2 separate regions of the Sus scrofa genome follow, and region 2 is linked to region 1. The links are chromatin contacts, called in public Hi-C maps. All regions are on one chromosome and are shown on one strand. Each heading gives the region's core, a stretch centred on a gene start, on an enhancer-like site or on the middle of the called end of the contact. The rest is flanking DNA. Distances are from core to core; before and after follow the strand shown.

Region 1 (4,486 bases), core at 1,680-4,179:
ACCAGAGCTGCTTCAGTGACAATGCTGGATCCTTAACCCACTGCGCCACAAAGGAATTCCTAAAAGCTCATGCTCTTTTTTTCTTCTCTTTATTGCCACACCCGTGCCATATGGAAGTTCCTGGGCCAGGGATTGAATCTGAGTGATCCGAGCTGCAGCAATACTGGATTCTTTCCAGTTGGATTCCTAATCCACTGGGCCAAGACGGGAACTCCAAAAAGCTCATACGATTAACCATCACAAAAGACTTACAACAGTACAAGTTACCTACTATAGACATTTACAAGAGGTCCACAGGTGCAGAGAGCCTTTGGCTCCTGATACTTCTAGTCAGCTACTCCAGTTTCATCTGCCCCTGTATTTTCCCTATCTAGCTGGGGCAATTTGTTCCCTCTGGACTCCTACCCAAGTCCAAGTTAAAGTTTTCTAAATTCCTCCAGCTACCCAGCAGTAGTGATCTGATTTTCCACCTATGACTCCCAGTTCTGAGGTTACTTTCCCCAACGCTCTCTCTGTGTCTACCTACCTAACATTCATTCCTCTTTTCCCAATTTCTTCTCTTCCCTCCCCATCCTCTTTTTAGGCTTAGATTCTATCTTTGTTTGAGAACTTGAACCAAAACCAATTTCTCTTGCCTATGCACTAGGAATGCTTTTTCACTATCCATTAGCTTTAAACAAGAACCCAAAGGTATGTAAGAATACTCTCGGAATCTGAACTGCGGAATCAGATTAAGTTACCAAGAATGAAGAGCAGGTAAGCACGATGCTTGTACAGTGAGGCCTTTCCTCCACAGCTTCTAAGATTGCTCGCACCCTCTAAAACCAACACAAATGCCTAAGTAGAACTCTGTATTATCACCATAAAAATTAGGGGAAGAACCCAGTGAGAAAATGTTTATTCAGCAAGTACTTCAAATGGTGAAAGAAGGATATTTTCCAGCTTTGTTGTATGTGGCACTGACCCTATTTGTCATTGAGATTTTGATATTCTACAAAAACATTTCCACACATAGTCACATTATCACTGCATATTTATATACTCCACTGTATATACATTATATACTTTGTATGTAAATCCATTGTGCATATATGTATATATATATATATACACATATGCACACACTGGAATGCTACTTAGCTATAAAAAAGAACAAAATAATGTCATCTGCAGCAACATGGATGGAACTAGAGATTATCATACGAAGTGAAATCAGAAAGAAAAGACACATACCATATACCACTTACACGTGGAATCTAACATACGACACAAATGAACCTATCTACGAATTAGAAACAGACTTAGAGAACAGACTTGCGGTTGCCAACAGGGAGGGGAATGGGAGAGGAACGGACTGGGAGTCTGGGGTTAGCAGATGCAAACTATTATTACACAGAACGGATAAACAGCAAAGTCCTACTGCATAGCACAGGGAACTATACTCAATATCTGAAACAAACCAGAATGGAAAAGAATATAAAAAACAATGCATACATACATTATGTACATATAAAACGGAATGACCTTGCTGTCCAGCAGAAATTAACACATTGTAAATCAACTATACTTCGATAAAAATTATCTAAACTTAAGAGGCTTGCTTGATACACAATATATTTACCACTTGTTAACAATAACAAAAAAATACGTAACAGCCACTTACTTTTACAAAGGAAATTCTATGAATCTGAATAGTTTTGCACAGTAGGCCATTGGAACCATTCCAACTTGTGTGTCAACTTCTCTTCTGTGTTGGACTTAGAACTGCGATTTCACAACCAAATTGTAACTCTGAAAAACAATTTATGGTGATAAATAAGAATTTCTATGATTGGACAGAAATGACAAATAATTCATTCTGGTGGAGTTCTGTGGTGATCTAGGAAGTGTGTCCTGGGTGGCTGAGTTAAAATTAACTTTATTTTTATTTCTGGCCAGGCTCCTGGGCCTGTGGAAGTTCCTGGGCCAGGAATCAACCCCTGCCACAGCAGTGACTATGCCAGATCTTTAACCCACTGAGCCACCAGGGAATTCCTAGAATTAACTTTAAAGACAACACCTGTTTAACAATTTCGCTGTAAACCCTGAGGTTGTCTTGTGGACTAATGACTTCAAGGAGCTGGGCTGGGAACATGTGAAAACAATTTCCACCTAACTTCTGAGTAACTTTTAGAATGTTGCCCAACGGCTCGCAGTCTCCTTTCCAAGACGAATTGGTGTCAAACTGCTTCGTAATCCAGTCTTTCACAGACCTGGAAAAAAGGATTTGCGGGAAAAAGGGGAAGTGCCTCGCCCCCCTCACTTCTGCCCAAGAAGGAGTTTTTCCCCCAGGGTGAATTCACCTGTTCCAAAGGCCAGAGGCAACTTTACCGAGATTTTTGGTTCTACAGAGAAAATTCTAAAGGAAGGGACAAGACTCCCAGCCTCAAACTTGATTGAGACCTTGCTTCGGGGACGGCTGCATTTGACCCTCAAAAACCCCACCATCTTGGACTCCCTTGCACTTGCGATTTTAAAAAGGAGTCCTTGGCTGACTCCCCCAGAGCCCGGTTTGTCAGGGTCTCCGGGTAGGGGCTTACCACGCTACTGGCCCGAGTCCTCCGGGAGACAGTCCGCAACCCGGATACCAGTGACGGTAACACTCGTAGCCGCGCCCTCATTGGCTCCAGGCGGTCGGAAGTGCGTGCGTTTGGCGGAAGTGCTTCACCTGCACGCGTCCGCGGGGCCCGGACCCTCAGGTAGGCGGGGCCCCTGGCTGTGAACTCTCGGACCAGGCGTGGTGGGCGGAGGCGGAGAGGGGACCCCGAGGGGGTGGTTCGGGTTCTGGTCTGGGAAGACCGAAGAGCTTTGGGGGCGCCGGGATCCCGGCGACGCCTGGGAGCAACCAGGCCTAGTCGACCCGGCCGCCGCCAGTCCCAAGTGCGGGAGCTTCAGGTTCCCTGGTGGGAGATGGAATTTGGGGCGGTGGCCGGAGCTGCTGCCTGACCCCGTCCGGAAGGTCGAGGTTCAGAAGCCGCTCACTTCCAGCCAGGAAAACGTGTGCGCTCCACCTTTATCTTTTTCGTGCTTCTGGGTTTGACAGCTTCCCTCAAGGCAGTTTAGGGTGCGGCGTTTTCCTCAGTAACGCACTCGGTCTCACCAGGAAAAGCCTCAAAGACTGCCCGCACAGTCAGAAGGAAAGCGGATTTCACCCTCTCCTCCACACCTGCCCCCTGCTCCTACGATGTCTCCCTAGGAGCCGGAAAGAGAGGGTGCAGTCGCAGGCCGCCCAAGTGGAAGTTTTCCGAACTGCTTTAGGCCACGTTTATATATAGTGAATAAAACTGCTTGTCAATTGTTCCCTTTTCCAGCCAGCTCCACCCTCAGGTGGTTTGAACTTTGAACTTCTTGCCCTGATGAACAGTTTCGCGTTCCTCAAGTTTATAACACTTGAAACTACAAGAACTGGCGGTTTTATGCAGTTTGAGACCAGTCAGCACTAAGCAGAGTTCGGAGTGCTAAGAGAAAGGTGAGCGTGAATGAGTACCTTCCACTCCAGAGTACAGTTTGGGGGAGTAATTTGGCTGTTTGCGTAAAAGGTGCACCACCTTTGTTGAATACTAGGTGGTGCCCGCGAGTTAATCTTTATAGGACGAATCTCAACTAATGTAGCACTAGGTTAAGATTCTTAAAAGGGTTTTGTGGTTTTTTTTTTTTTTTTTTTTTTTTTTAAGGAGTTCCCTAGTCGCTCAGTGAGTTAAGGATCTGGCATTATCACTGCTGTGGCTCAGGTCACTGCTGTGGCAGCGGGTTCCATCCCTGGCCCCTGGAACTTCCTTCTGGTGTGGGTGCGACCAAAAAACCCCCAATACAAAACCAAAGTGTCTCTTTCTTCCCTGAAGTTCGTTTAGACAAGGTTAATCTTAAAATATGTTGTACCTTTATACATATCAAATACCTAGTCTGAACTAAATGCTGATTAGGCTAAGAAAGGAATGAGACTTATTTTCTGCTCTCATTTTACAGTCTGGAGAGGAAAACAGACAAACAATAAGCTATAATGAATCACATATAATTCAAGGCAGACATAGTGCTAAATAGAGAATAAGATGTAGGATGCAGGAGTTCCCACTGTGGCTCAGTGGTTAACGAATCTGACTAGGAACCATTAGGTTTCAGGTTCAATCCCTGGCCTTGCTCGGTGGGCTGGGGATCCAGCATTGCCGTGGGCTGTGGTGTAGGTCACAGGTGCGGTTCAGATCCCACATTGCTGCTCCCGTGGTGTAGGCCAGCAGCTACTGCTCCCGTTAGACCCCTAGCCTGGGAACCTCCATATGCCACAGGTGCAGCCCTGGAAAAAACAAAAAGACAAAAAAAAAAAAAAAAAAGATGTAGGATGCAGTGGAAGAAGCAAGCAATATGCAGCCTTGCTCAGTAGGTTAAGGATCTGGCATTGCCATGAGCTGTGGTGTAGGCTGCAGATGCAGCTTGGATCTGGCATTGCTGA
Region 2 (4,367 bases), core at 981-3,480, 42 kb before region 1:
TGAGAAAGCCACAGAATCCAATCATCCTACTTTCAGAACTCTGGGGTGACCGCTGAGATCAGTCTTGTATCTAAACATCACATAAAGAGACCACGCTGCATTACAGACCGCTTGCTATTAAACACCACCCAAAGGAACAGTATCAGACAGTTTCGAAAAAGATAAATGGAGCTTAAACCAAAGGGCATTGAAAAGGTTGTCAAATTCTGGAAAATATTCTCCTGGATTAAAGCTGCACTTTCAAAATTGTTACGTTATTAACAAAAATCAGTTTAGCTCCAATTTATCTTTTGGACAATTTCTTGATGGATTTGATGTTGGGAATAAACTAGAGCTTTGCTATTTCTCTTTGGGCACAGGCAAATCTGCTATGAATTCTTCCCTTGGTACCTGCAGTCACACCTGCACAAGGTGTTTCTGGGTGGGTTAATGAGTGTTGAAGTTATATTTTAGGAAATTCAGTGTTAACTTCTCTTTCCAATCCTTTGAAAATTCACAGGGCACCTTGGTATATTAAAGGCTCTGAGAAGTCCTGCAGTAAAGAAAGCTTGGAATGTATTCCACCAGCATTTTTCAAGCTTAATTAAGCACAGGGATATTTGCATGGATTTAGTGTTCCATAAAGTACAGGTTTAGAAATATTAACGATGATAAAAATACCAGGGAAATTAAAAGTGTCAAGCCAAGTAAAGTTTTCTTAAAGAAAAATGGAAAGCATCTCTCAATGCTATTATTTGGCAAGAAAGAAGAAGCTAGAGGAGCCCCTTTTAGTCTCAGCTAAAGGAAGCTCTCCACACATCTGGATCAAATGCTCTCTTTTCTGTGCTTGAGTCCTGTCTATCAAATACCAGATACACCTGGTATTGAGGGGCACATGCCAGAATGGGCACAGGTCTAGGTGGTCCCACCACCCCCGCTAGAAAATATAACTTCAGCACTTATTATTAACCCACCCAGAAACACCTTGTGCAGGTATGACTTCAGGTACCAAGGGAAGAATTCAGAGCAGATTTGCCTGTGCCCAAAGAGGAACAGCAGGTCTGGCCCAGCTGTCAGAAGTGCACCTGATGGGTGACGTTTAGGCAAAAGCGCTTGGCACAGAGTAGGTGCTCAGAACCACCAAGTCAGAAGAATTAGATTGAGGGCAGCACCGCAAGAAGTACCCTCTGGGAAGCAGGGGCATTGGTCAGAGCCTCCGTTGCCCACCACCCCGCCCCCCAACACACCCTGGAGACCCTCCGCCTCTCCCTCCTTCCTCACCTGGGGGAGCCTTGCTGGGCAGGGGGAGGTGGAAGCGACCCCTCCAGGCGCGGACCCACGGCCCTCCAGGCTGAATTGGCCCCTGGAGGAGGCAGGGGTAGTGGCCTCTAAAGCATCTGAGTTTCTTATCCCCGTCAAGCGCTCGAGGGAAGAGGAAACCAGAAAGCTCAAGATGTCCTAGGTGGCTTCTGAACTCTAGCGGGCACAAAGTCACCTGGAGACCCGAATCAGGATGGCCCAGCTCCAGGCGATGCTGATGCTGCCGGGCGGGACCTCCCTGGGGCGGCACCTCCCTGGGGCGGCCACTGGACTCGGAAACCCACAGCCAGTCGCCCAGAGCCCCGCGATAAAGTGGTTGCCGGGCGAGGGTCTCCGGGAAAGGTCTTCGGGCCGGTGAGGGGGGGACCCCTACCGTGTCCGCGGTGGAGAATGAACCTCGGCCGCGGGGTAGAGACAGACGGGGACACTGGCGGACAGACGGCAGGACAGGCAGAGAGATCGGCAGACGGGGAGAAGGAAGGACAGGGAGGGCGGATGGCAGACAGGGCAGGAGGGACCCGGAGATGGCCAGGCAGGAGGGTGGGGGAGAGCGGAGGATGGGGGAACAGGCGGATGGACTAGAGGACTGGTAAACTGCCCGGGAGAGCGACCGGCAGACGATAGACGGACGGACGGGGGCTGGGGGTCGGGAGCACGGGCAGACCGGCAGGCCGACTCGGGGGACCGATGGACGGGGCGAGGGGGAGACGAGGAGACGGAGACGCAGCACCGCCCACCGCCGCCGCCCTGACACCGCGACGCGATGGGAGCCCGAGGTCCCTGCACGGCCCCTCCCGCCCTACCTAGGGCCAGCATGTAGCCCTCGAAGTTGTCGCTGCTGACCAGGTTCCAGGTGCCGCTGAGGTCGGCGGGCATGGCGGGGCTGGCGGCTGCACCGGCGCGTGGGCGGCGGGGACTTGGTGGCAAGTGCGGGGCCGGGGCGGGGCCGCGAGGGGACCGCGCGCGCAGGAGCTTAGCGGGGATCCCGGGGCCCAGGAGCTCCTAGAAAGCCCCTCCTCGCCCAGCCTCCTTCGCCTTGCGCTCCTGGCCCTCTGCGCCCCTCCCCTGGAAACACCTCCTTCTTCCTCCGGGCTCCCCCGCCTCTGCTTGAACGCCGAAGGGGACATTCCCCAGAGCGCACATTTTCTCTGCCTACGTGTTAGTGACCAAGGGATCGCTTTCAAAGGCATGGCCTTCATTACGGTGTCAGCTGCAAAATAATAGGCCAATAAATCCAACTCTACATGTTCCTTGGTGGCTCAGCTGGTTGAGAATCCGGGTTTGTCATTGCTGTGACTCCCGTGAGCGCAGTGATGCGGGTTTGATTCTGGCGGGGAACTTCTGCATGCTGCATAGGGGCAGGCCATATAGAAATAAATACATACATAAATACATTTAAAAAATCCAACTCTAGGAGTTCCCATCGTGGCTCAGTGGTTAACGAATCTGACTAGGAACCATGAGGTAATGGGTTCGATCCCTGGCCTCGCTCAGTGGGTTAAGGATCTGGCGTTGCCATGAGCTGGGGTGTGGGTTGCAGATGCGGCTGGGATGCCTTGTTGCTGTGGCTGTGGTGTAGGCCGCTGGCTACAGCTGCAATTAGACCCCTAGCCTGGAAACCTCCATATGCCACAGGTGCAGCCCTAGAAAAGACAAATAAATAAATAAATCCAACTCTAGTGGTCACAATAAATAGGGGCTTATTTTCCTCTTCTCCTTACCTATCAAGCAGTCCTGAGATAAGCGGTTGCTGGACCTGATTTGGCAACTCCTTATGACGAGGGTGGCATCTCTGCCTTCTCCTGGCCTTCCATTCCTGCCAGTGACCTCTCTGTCAGGGGCTGGCTGCCGGGTTTCCACACTGGAGGTGAGAAGGACGGTGTACGGCACCACCTGCCACTATCTTTCCGTCCCATTTCTGTTTACACTCATTGGCCAAAACTGTACGCTCCGTCTAACCATGAGGGAGCCGGGGGGAATCTAGCCTCTAGCCTTAACCTTGACAGTAGAGAAAGGCAAAAGAGTGGGTGGTCAGGGGTGTGGGCTAATGTATAACATTAGCCAGGCTGGCTCCAAGACTTTTCTGGCCATTTCTCCCTTGAGCTCCAGACTCAAATATATTAACAGCTAGCATTTATTGAGCAATTACTCTGTGTATGACCATTAATCACAAAATGCTACCTCTCCAGTAGTTCCTTTACCATCTCCGTTTGACAGAGGCAAAGCCCGAGATGAAGAGAGGTTAAGTAACTTGCCCAAGATCACACAGTTGGCGGAAGAGTCTGGATTCAAACTCAGCCAGCCTGGAGTTCCCTTTGTAGCTCAGCGGTTAACAAACCCGACTAGGAAACATGAGGTTGCGGGTTTGTCCCCTGGCTTCACTCAGTGGGTTAAGGATCTGGCCTTGCCGTGAGCTATGGTGTAGGTCACAGACGCAGCTTGGATCTGATGTTGCTGTGGCTGTGGTGTAGGCCAGCATCTGCAGCTCTGATCCGACCCTTAGCCTGGGAACCTCCGTATGCCATGCGTGTGGCCCTAAAAAGCAAAACAAGCAAACTAGCAAACTCAAGCAGCCTGAGTCCTGAGCCCTGAGCTCACTGCCTACCTGATGTCTCCACTCGGATGTCTTAGTGCATCCAAATGTAACATATCAAGATGGCATAAAACAAAGTTATTCCTCAGATTTCCTCATCTCCATCCATTGTACCACTAGCCACCTGGTTGTTCAAGCCCCAAACCCAGTAGACACTGTGGGTTTCTCCCTTCTCTGCTCATCCACAACCACTTCCACCAGAGTCAAAAGTCCACCCAGATGCAAAAAGAGGGAACAGGGACTTCGTCTCCTGATGTCACATGTGAGATGGGAGATTTCATAATAGCTGTCTTGGAAAACACCATCTGTCGCAGTTACCAGTCCCTTTTTGACCCTCACACCTATAGCTACAACTTCTAGCCTGGATTTTATTAGTAATAAATGTGCTATTTTGGTGCTCTGCTTGTTTCTCTTATTTTTCCATTAGTTGAGAAATTGGACAGAGAAATATTTGGATCTCTTTCAAAAACTTGAG

Evidence for each region. A called contact is a pair of places that touch in the nucleus more often than the background predicts.
Region 2: a contact with region 1 is called in a Hi-C map of liver, with 2.9 times the contacts expected there. The contact joins the promoter of RBP7 here to the promoter of LZIC in region 1. A contact is called at or near these places in 1 of 5 promoter capture datasets (liver), 2 of 47 Hi-C or Micro-C datasets (both in liver) and 1 of 2 datasets of contacts at active chromatin or transcription factors (skeletal muscle).

What each region holds. Positions count from the first base shown.
Region 1 is chr6:70,270,153-70,274,638 of Sscrofa11.1, reverse strand. It overlaps LZIC (protein LZIC), which reads left to right and starts at 2,929. Exons shown (of 9, transcript XM_021095309.1): 1 at 2,929-3,037; 2 at 3,351-3,508. NMNAT1 (nicotinamide/nicotinic acid mononucleotide adenylyltransferase 1) reads right to left here and starts at 3,343. Exons shown (of 7, transcript XM_021095306.1): 1 at 2,580-3,343; 2 at 1,664-1,791.
Region 2 is chr6:70,311,179-70,315,545 of Sscrofa11.1, reverse strand. It overlaps RBP7 (retinol binding protein 7), which reads right to left and starts at 2,230. Exons shown (of 4, transcript NM_001145222.2): 1 at 2,103-2,230. The coding sequence starts at 2,175.